2 separate regions of the Sus scrofa genome follow, and region 1 is linked to region 2. The links are chromatin contacts, called in public HiChIP or PLAC-seq maps. All regions are on one chromosome and are shown on one strand. Each heading gives the region's core, a stretch centred on a gene start, on an enhancer-like site or on the middle of the called end of the contact. The rest is flanking DNA. Distances are from core to core; before and after follow the strand shown.

Region 1 (5,004 bases), core at 335-2,834, 170 kb before region 2:
CCACACCTGTGGCATGTGGAAGATCCCTGGCCAGGGATTGAATCTGTGCTGTAGCTGTGACCTGAGCCCCTGCAGAGATAATGCTGGATCCTTAATCTACTGTGCCACAAGGAAACTCCCTATTTTTAGTTTTTTGAGCAATGTCTATACTATTTTCCAGAGTGGCTGTACCAATTTACATTGCTACCAACAGTGTAGGAGGGTTCCCTTTTCACCACACCTTCTCCAGCATTTGTTATTTGTAGTCTTTTTGATGATGGCCATTCTAACCGGTGTGAGGTGGTAAATCATTGTAGTTCTGGTTTGCATTTCTCTAATAATTAGTGGTGTTGAATATCTTTTCATGTGCCTGTTGGCCATCTGTATATCATCTTTAGAGATGTGTCTGTTTAGACCTTCTGCCTGTTTTTTGATTGAGTTGTTTGGTTTTTTGTTGTTGAGTTATATGTGCTCTTTGTATATTTTGGAAATCAAGCTCTGCATCATTTGCAAGTATTTTCTCTTAGTCCACGGGTTATAAGTCATGATTCTTCAAGTGTGGTCCCTGGGCCAGCAGCTGCAACATCACCTGGGAACTTTTTAGAAATGCATATTTTCAGGCCCCGCTCTAGACCTACTGAATCAGAAACTCTGGAGATGGAGCCCAGCAGTCTGTATTTTAATAAGCTCCCTTTTGTGGCACTGAAGTGTCTCTGATGCTTGCTCTAGTTTGTGACCTGCTGCTCTAAGAGATGAACTAACTGCAGAAGCCTGCCGTCCAGGTAGAGGTATAGGAAATGGTAGAGGACCACCGGACAGGACGCCTGTGATCATTCTGAGTACCATGCCTGGGCCAGGCTCTGGAGATACTGCAGCAACCCCGTAGTCTAGGTGGGGGGAGGGGGAAGGGGAGGAAGAAGAGGGAGGAAGGAGAAGAACAGACAGGCAGTCAGGCAATTGTGATGTAAGATGACTGGACTGGGGGGGCCGAGCCCACAAGCCCACAGCAGGATGGGAGGGTCAAGGAATGCTTTCCAGAGTAGATCTCTATCTAAGCCTGAAAAATAGGTTGGAATTAGATGAAGAAGGGTGGGAACAGTGTTCCAAGTGTAAGGACTAGTTTGTAGAAAGGCCATGCGGAGCTACCTGGGGGTGGTTCTGTCTTGATGATGGAAGATGAGACAAGGTGAGTAGGGAGCAGGGGAGGAATCAGATTGTGTGTGTGGAGGGGGGAGGGTATTCTGCCCTCAAAGCAAAGTTAGAAGCTTTAGTGGGCCATGAGAAAAAGCCTCTGGCTTCCGTGTAGAGCAGGTACTAAGGAAGATTGTGGTGGGCAGGGCGGAGAAGAAACCCGGGGGTGTCAGGCCTTCTTTTGCCCCTAGATCCAGGCTGCCTCTGCCCTCCAAGGCAGCTGCAGAGACTCAACCCCCAATCAGAGCTTTGGGCAGGTGGTGGTTCCAAGGCCCGGCTTGCAGCTTCCAAGGCCAGCTCCTTTCTAGCCTAGGAGGTGGGGCTGGCGAAACAGCCCCTCCGACCCCGCCCACCACTACCGGCCCGGCCCCCGGTGGTCCCGCCCTCCACCGCCGGCCCCGCCCCCAGCCCAGCTCCCCCCTCCCAGCTGTCGGCTGGAGGAACAGGCCTTGGGCCACTGACGTGGGTCGCTTTTCTCTTCCTTGTTCTTTTCCCCTGGTGATGTGGCTAAGGCTGCAGTGCTGCTGGGGCCTCTTCCAGCCTTTAAGGGACAGGCTCTGAACGTGGTCAGGGATCCCTAGGCTGAAGGGCAGGAGAACTTCCGGTGCTGTCCCCTACTTCTGCCAACCAAGCTGTTGGTGCCAGACAAGGACTGACTTGGCCTGGCCAGGTTATCTAGCAGTGTGGGCTGCGGCCAGGCAGCTTCTGGCTCCAACTGTCCTTCCCAGAAAAACGTCAGTTTGACTGAGCCCCTTTGGAATCTATTTGCAGTTTCTAGCCTAAGAATACTGACAGATCATGAACCACTCTATGAAATCGAGCTTTCTCTGTGTTCTAAGATCCCTGCAAGACTTACCAACTGTCCCATGGGCTGAACCTTGAGCAGGGGACCTCCTGTTCTTCCTCTTTTTATTTAGATCTTCATTCCAGCCCTACCCCCTCTACCTAGCATCCAGAAATCATATCTCAGGCTTTGCAATTCCAGGAAGCTCTAGCATGGATGTTCAAAATATTTAAATGTTGTTCACAAATAGAATGATAATAGATGTTCAAAAATACTGTTTAGAGATCATTTGATGCTGGGCCTTGACTTATCTATAGATGGAGTATATATCATAAATAGAATGATCATAGATGTTCAAAAATATTGTTTAGAGATCATTTGATGCTGGGCCTTGACTTATCTATAGATGGAGTATATACAGGAGGGCCAGGGGCAGTCTACGTGGGTGGAAGTGATGAGTGAAGCCACCACTGGAGAGGACACTGGAGAGAGACAGTGAGTGCAAGGACATGGCCTATCTGGCTTCGAATATAGGGCAAAGTTGTGGGTCTTGAGGAGCCACTGATGGTTGTTGAGCAGAAGAGTGATACAGTATTGCTAGTCACCATGCTTGATCCTTTGTAAATGCTGTATGCGCGTCCTGCCCGCTTGTTCTCTCAACCTGGTCAGTGCTTCCTCCCCCATCCATATGGTTAGTTCCTTTGTTGGATTCCAGCTCCATTGTTCCTTCCTCGGGGAAACCTTTAGTGGCAGACAGACTCTAAGGTAACCCCTTGTATCCCTGCCTCCTAGTTTTCATGCCTTTGTGTGAGTGGGATGTGTGACGTGCTTTTAACCAATAGAATATGGCAAAGGTGATGGGATGTCACCTCCCGTGGTACGTTGCATCATACCAAAGTCTTGCTAGGAAATTCCCGTTGTGGCTCAGTATTAATGACCCCGACTAGTATCCATGAGGATGCAGGTTTGATCCCTGGCCTCGCTCAGTGGGTTAAGGATCCGGCATTGCCATGAGCTGTGGTGTAGGTTGAAGATACAGCTCAGATTGGATCCTTGCTGTGGCTGTGGTGTAGGCCAACAGCTGTAGCTCTGATTCAACCCCTAGTCTGGGTTGACTTCTATATGCCACAGGTGCAGCCCTAAAAAGCAAAAAAAAAAAAAAGTCTTGCTCTTGCTAGAAGACTAGCTCTGGAGACTCTCCCTGCTGACTTGATAAAGTCAACAGCCATGTTGAGGAAGCAAACATGGCAAGGAGCTCTGGGTGGCTTCTAGAAGCTAATAATCAGCAAGAAGCCGGGGTCCTCAGTCCCACAGCCACAAGGAAATGAATCCTGCTAACAGCCTGAGGGGGGCTTGGGAGTGATTCCTCCCGACTTGAGCCTCCAGATGAGAATGCAGTCCAGCTGTCACCTTGATTACAGCCTCGTGGGTCCCTAAGGCAAAGACCCAAACTAAGCCACGCTCAGACACCTGATTCACAGAAACTGAGATAATCAGTGTGTGTTGTTTAAAGCCCTAGGTTGGTAGTCGTTTGTTACACAGCAATAGCTAACTTATACACCTTCTGGCTAGATTAAATTTCCCTTACTTAGTCTCTCCTAATGTCATGTGCTTTTTCATTTTACTCTTTTATGTGACACTTTATATATACCATTTGAGGAATGCTATGTCTTCATCACTACACCCCAGAGCCACACTTGGCACCTGGCACTTAGAACAAGACCCATAAGAAGTAGTTTCATGTGTTAGTGAGTGGATGCTCATACTTAATCTTGACTCAACCTAGTGAAGTGGGAATTATTGTCACATATGAAGAAAAAGAAACCAATTAATAATGTATACTCAAGTAAGTGAATAAAATGTTATTATTTTATACTTAATAAAATTTTGGTTGTGTATGCCACTCTATCCTAATTTGGAGTATGACTAAAGAGTAAATCATTTGGGAGCAGGGTATAGATTGCATGGTATGAGATCCTTCCTGGAGCATTGCATTTTCTGAAAAAGCACAACTCTGCAAAAGAGTTTCTGGGCTCCTTTGGTTTTCCCAAAGCCTTCTCTTAAGCCTGACTTAAATCATTCATCTGAAATCCTTGCCCTTTCACTGTCCCTTTCTAGCAGTGATAGGCCCTCATCTTCTAATACTTTGTGTGATTCTACCTGTCCTCAGCATCACTCATTGACTTCATAAATTCTACATTTATGAACTTCTACAAAATTGCACTTTTATTTTGCACTCCACTTGTGCTGTACTTTCATTTTGCACTCCACTTGTGCTGTACTCTCCAGGACATCAAAGCCATCCTCCAGCAGGGTGTCAGTTCTGGTTAGATCTCTGCTCAGGACCCTCCCACCACACACACCCTCCCCTGACTCTGCAGCTTCCACAGTCACCTCCCCTCAGATTTTTAAGCACACTAGGCAAAATCCCCCAGGCCCTGGAGTTTTCCTCTGCTCAGAAGGCTCTTTCCCCACATGACTCACTCCCTTACCAGCCTCAGGACCACTCAGCTGTCACCTTTCTACTGTGACCACTCCCATCCAATTTTCCCTGTTCTGATCTTTTCCAGTGGCACTAACCACATGCTATACAACTGACTTATTCCTGATATTTGATGTTTGTCTGTTTCCCCCTATGAGAATGCAGACCCCATGAAGATAAGACACTTGATCTGTCTCCACCAATGGGGTGTGGCATGAAGTAGGTCTCCAGTAAAGAAGAGTGGGTGAGAGTGTCCACATTGTTAATGATCTTGTCTTTTCCTGCAAGTCTCCATCCTTTGCTTCTGGCTTGTCTCCCTCTGGCCTCTCTCTCCAGTGCCCTGTTCCCTATGCAGATGATAGGACTTGTTGCCAGTACCTACCTGACTCAATAGGGCCTTCCTGGGTTGGGGGGGTGTGTGTGTTTGGGTCTTGCTCTGTCTCTGCCTTGTCTCCCATTGGTGTGAAATACTAAATTCCAGATTTTTCAATGTCTTTTTTTTTTCTGTCTTTTTAGGACCACACCCGCAGCATATGGAGGTTCCCAGGCTAGAGATCAAATCAGAGCT
Region 2 (4,869 bases), core at 1,349-3,848:
CCTCCAAACTCAAAGGGCCAGGGCCCCTTCTACATCCCCTGTCCATGCTCCAGGTCTCTCCAATCCCAGCTAACTGAGGAGATCACTGAATCTCTACCACTCTGGCTGACCCACCCTTGGGGGCTGAGGTCACCAGGTCCTCGGCACTCCTGCCTCCAACCCCAAAGACCTGGACTAGACTCTTGCCTCTCCACTTCCCTTCCTTCTAAGCCGGCCCCACCTTAAACAAGAAAGTCACACCCAGGAGTCAGATGTGCAAATCATCTCATACTTACTCAATTCAACATGGTAGGTGGGTAGCTGGGTCCTGGCAAAACAAAACCATTTCCTCCCCTTTCCGGGTAGTGATCTAAGTGAAATGTGAACTGGGTCCCCGTCCTTCTCCCTTCCTGTACCCTCACCCTCTTCTACCAACCACCACCCATTCCCAGTCTGCGGCAGTCGCAGACTGTTACTGTCATTATTAACACTTTAAACATTTACGATGAGTCGAGCACTATGCTAAGTATTTCACATATTCTCATTTAACCCCCACAGCAACCATATATAGTGGATATATCACTACTGCCGCTTCTCAGATGAGGAAACTAAGGCTCAAAGAAGTAACTGTGGGGGGATCACAACTAATATATATATGCTTCAAATCCATATACATCAGTGGTTGCCTTCAACCACTGTGCTGCCCCTTACTGCCTGCTGGTCACACACACCGTCTGAAACGCAGCCTCTCATCCAGGAGTCTCCACTGGGAACCTCCAGCCCGAGCTACCAATTCAGGAGAGCCCAGGGTGCACCACAGAGGCACAGAAGGGCCGTGCCTGAAGTCTGATACCTGGGTGATGGTTCCAGGACCATCTCAGCTCTCTGAAGTGTCTGTCCTTCCTCCACTTTGGAATCCAGTCTCTCAAATCACTATAATTTTCTCCCAATGGCCAACAGGGCTGATGGGGACTGAAGTCTGGAAGTTCAGCCGCTGTGTTAGATCTGAGTTTGTGGTTGAGGATGGTGGCCTCACCACAAGACCTTCCTTCCTCCCAATCTCCTCAGCCATCCACACACATGCACACCGTACCCAAGGAGGTCTATAAGACCATCCCTGGTGGGGTGTCACTTCCTGAACCCCCTTCCTCCACATGGACCTAATTCTGAGCCTGACTCTAACACCGGTCCCTGGGGGGTTGGGGGGGGGTGGTTCCTAGCAGGAAGCAACCCACAGCCTGGGGTTGCAGACACATCATCTCTCACACTTGGAGGCAGGGGAATGGAGAGCAGAGCTGGGTGCCTATCTGGCCACAGCACAGGCACTCGTTTCATGGAATAACACTTTGAAAGACCTAGGGTTTTTTAAAATCTCCCAACCTCTCCTTCACAAAAGTAGCCAAGGTCAGGCTTGGGAAGGCAAAGAGGCAGGAAATCAAGAGTAGCCACTCTGGGCTCCCTGCAGCCATGGGGACCTGGGACGTAGGACACAAAGAACTGGACCACAAATTGGCTGCCTGCTCTTGAAGAGTACCTGACAGACGGCAGAGAAGCTGCCTTTCTGGGGCCCAAGCTCCTGAGAATGTGCTTCCAAGGCAAGGGGAGCCTGGCCCCTTTCCCTGCCCCGGCTTTGGGTGTCTGCCCACGCACACAGACCTCCAAAATTCAGCTTCAGGACAAAAGCAGCAGCAGGAAAAAGCAGCCAATGCCTCCTCTCAGGCTTTTCCAAACCAAACAGGACCACTTTCCTCCCTCTCCCCAAGAGGGAGATGAGTAGGCCTGGCTCCGCTCCAAAACCTGCCCTACCCCAACATCTCCCTAAGTTCTACTTATGGAACCCCCGGTTCCTTTGTAAATAGGAGTCCAGCCGGGAGGCCCACAGTTTCACCAAGAGCACTTTTTTTGAAGAAAGGGTGCATCTGGTCTGGCCCCAGCTTCTGGGCCTGGGTGGGGGACGCTGCCTTGGCTCCCCTTGCCTTGGCCGACACCACTCCCGGGATGTGGGGGGCCCGATGCCGGCCCCGCTGGTCTCCAACCGGCTAGGATTTTTAGGCCTCTCGGCAAAGCGCCTGGAACACTCCCCCCAGCTGGGGGAGGGGGTGTCCTGTCAGGTGACTGAGGACCCGGATGCCCCCCGCCCCCGGTGACCACCCGGGCCGAGGCGGGGGCGGGGCCCGGAGAGTGTGGGGGAGGGCCCGAAAGTTTGCCCAAGCCTCTCCAGCGGCGGGCCGAGGCGCGCGGGAGCTGGGCGCAGACCCTGGCTGCCCCCGCGCGCGCGCGCGCGCTCGGCGGGCCCCGGGGAGGGGGGCGCACTTACTGGCCCCCTCGATCTTGTCGGCGCCACGGCTCCACGTGATCTGCCGCGTCTCCAGCTTGACCTGGAAGGTCTTCCGTTCGGGCCGCTGCGACTTCTTGGAGTAGAACAAAGTCATGACGGTGCCCACCTCGAGGCTGCGGCAGAGGTGCAACACCTCGGCGTCCGAGGGTGCGCCCGGCCCGCAGCCATTGGCGCAGGGGGACGCGGCGCCCGCCATGGCTCCGGAGCTGGGGGCGGCACGGGCGGCGGCGGCGGCGCAGGCCGGGCGAGCGCGAGCAGGCGGCGGGGGCGGGCGCGAGCAGGCGGCGGAGGCGGCCGGCGAGCGGACCCCGGCGGCGGCTTCTGCGGGCGGAGACGGGGCGGAGCCTGAGTAGGGGGCGGGGCGGCCCTGCAGGCCCCGCCCCGGCCCGCGCGCCGGGAACAAAGGCGCCCGCGCGCCCGTGGGGAGGACCCCCGCTTGCTGCGCCTGCGCCCCGCGACCCCCGGACAGGCCCCGAGTAGGGGCACTGGGAGCAAAGGCAGCGCGGACGCTCGTGCCGCTCGCGGTCAACCAGCCGGTCCCTCCGTCCCGCAGAGCTTCCTTTCGCGGCCCCGGACACAGCCTTGCGGCCACGGCCGGCCCCGTCATGCACGGCAGCCTCGCTCCGGCTCGGCCGTCAGTCGCACACGCACAGACGGCTGCCTAGCCCACCGTCCCGCACAGGCCCAGCCGTGGCAGTTTCCTCAAGCCCGCTCCCGGAGCGCCGCCTGCGCAGCGACCGGGCGGAGAGGTGAGGGTGCGGAGCGCCCCCGGGGCCCGCCAGCCAAACCCAATACCTGGGCAGGCTGCCCAGCAGAGGGAACCAGGCCAGGCCGGGCCGCCTCACACCCGCGGCGGCGGCGGCGGCGGCGGCGGCAGCGGCGGCGGAGGCGGGTCCTCTACGCGCCCTCGGGGAGGGGCGGGGGCTGGGACGCCTGAAGATTGGTCGGCTGGCTCTGATGGACAGCAAGCCTGTCCCGCCCCTCCTTTTGGCAGCGCTGCAGGGACCGCGGGCGGCTTGCGAGACTGACCCGCGTTTGTCCCGCCCCTTCGGCCAGTGTGGCCTAGCGGGGCCCAGTCATTCGGGATAGCCCCCCTACGCAGGAGCACCCCCTCCAAAGTCTCCAGTGATCTTCGCCTCTGTCCCTTGCCTGGGCCAATACCTTCCCCACCCCAAGCTCAGTCTTCACGTGATAGGACGCAGGCTCAGGCCCTACCTTACCGCGCTTCTCCTGCAGATGCTCTCCGAAGCTTTGGTTTTCTTGGCCCCGTACCGCTTGTTTTCCTCCTCCTTCTCTGGCAGCTTCCTCTCGGCCTCAGGAGCTTCTCTTCCTCTGGGGTGGGTCCTGAGTCAGTTCCGAAGGCGACCTGACCCTTACCACGGCGTCACCCCCTACTCAACCCAGGTACCCTGGTGCCAAAGCTGTACCTCCCCTGCACCCACCTACCTAGTCCACGTCCCGACTTAACACAGACATCTCACCTCCCTCTTCAAATTGCTTATTCTCCTGTCTTCACTCTCTCAGAATATAGCATTAAGCTCTAAGATGCTTTGGAGTTACCCTTGATTCCTCTCTCTGCCCCAACCTCACAGCAACCCATCAAGTCTGGTTCACTCTGCACTCAAATATCTCCACTCCACCCACAAGGGCAAGGCCCATCTTCTCTCTTCCAGACTATGTACTCTTCTTGGTTTTGCCTGCATCTCATCTATTCTTTATGCTCTCCTCTTCAAAAGGAAATTAAATCATGGTTTCCTACCTCCAGCCTCAAACCGTCCATAGCTTCATAGCTTCCCGTTGTACACCAAATCCACTCTCCCCGCCTGGCCCAGCATGGTCTGGCTCCTTTCTGTCTCACTCACTGCATCTCTTACCACCTCCCCTCACTCCATCCTCCAGCCACAAGGCGTTTTGATGGTTATTTGAATAATTCTCTTTGTCTTCCTGCAGCCACTCCCTAGACTCACCCGTGCCATCCGCGTCACAGGACACCGCCCAAGCTAAAGACAACTTTGGTCACAGTGGAGTCTGTCTGACAGATGTTGAGCCAGGCAGAGCAGGACAACATACTGCATTTCAGAGGTGAGAGGCCCCAGCAGAGCACCCAGCTGATGCTAGAGAAAGATCCAGGCAACCAAGATTGTATGAGTGTGAGTGCATAAATAAGAGTGTGTACTCAGGCAGTCCACCCCACCGGGTGGTGACTGGGGCCTGGGGCTGCTTCGGACTTTGTCTTGCTGTAGTGGTAGTGTGTGTGTGTGTTTTGATCCCCTCAAGAGCGGCCCTCAAGAAGCTGGGAATTCAGTCTGAAGTTGAGATGTTTGTGCTAATAGTCTTCAGCCACTCTGCCACCCAAGGGGAGGTGGAGTCGGTGAGATGGACTGCCACCTAGTGACAAGGCCGTTAAAGTGGGAGGGAGGGAACAAAAGTTGACCCAAGCGTTACAAGTTACAAGGTTTACAGCACGTGGTCCCACCTGATCCTCATGATTACTCTTTAATCAGGGATTATTGTTCCCAATTTACCAGTGAGAAACTAAGATTCAGAGAAGT

The links. HiChIP or PLAC-seq counts read pairs in DNA pulled down with a chosen protein or histone mark.
Region 1: a contact with region 2 is called in an H3K27ac HiChIP or PLAC-seq map of skeletal muscle, with 4 times the contacts expected there. The contact joins the enhancer-like site here to the promoter of PLCG1 in region 2. A contact is called at or near these places in 2 of 5 promoter capture datasets (fetal skeletal muscle and liver), 7 of 47 Hi-C or Micro-C datasets (embryonic fibroblasts, epiblast stem cells, heart right ventricle and 4 more) and 2 of 2 datasets of contacts at active chromatin or transcription factors (alveolar macrophages and skeletal muscle).

What each region holds. Positions count from the first base shown.
Region 1 is chr17:43,980,106-43,985,109 of Sscrofa11.1, reverse strand. No RefSeq gene overlaps it. Among named protein-coding and RNA genes, the nearest start is that of LPIN3, 11 kb to the left of the region's middle. Within about 2 kb of position 1,584, at least 28 of the 83 cell types and tissues checked have an H3K27ac peak or open chromatin away from gene starts, as enhancers often do. A contact at or near this core is called in alveolar macrophages, liver, retroperitoneal adipose tissue and 2 more, where this site is marked.
Region 2 is chr17:43,807,732-43,812,600 of Sscrofa11.1, reverse strand. PLCG1 (1-phosphatidylinositol 4,5-bisphosphate phosphodiesterase gamma-1) reads right to left here and starts at 2,598. Exons shown (of 32, transcript XM_021078388.1): 1 at 2,297-2,598. The coding sequence starts at 2,513. LOC110257392 reads left to right here and starts at 2,512. Exons shown (of 5, transcript XM_021077695.1): 1 at 2,512-2,655; 2 at 2,798-3,066; 3 at 4,268-4,399. The coding sequence starts at 2,512.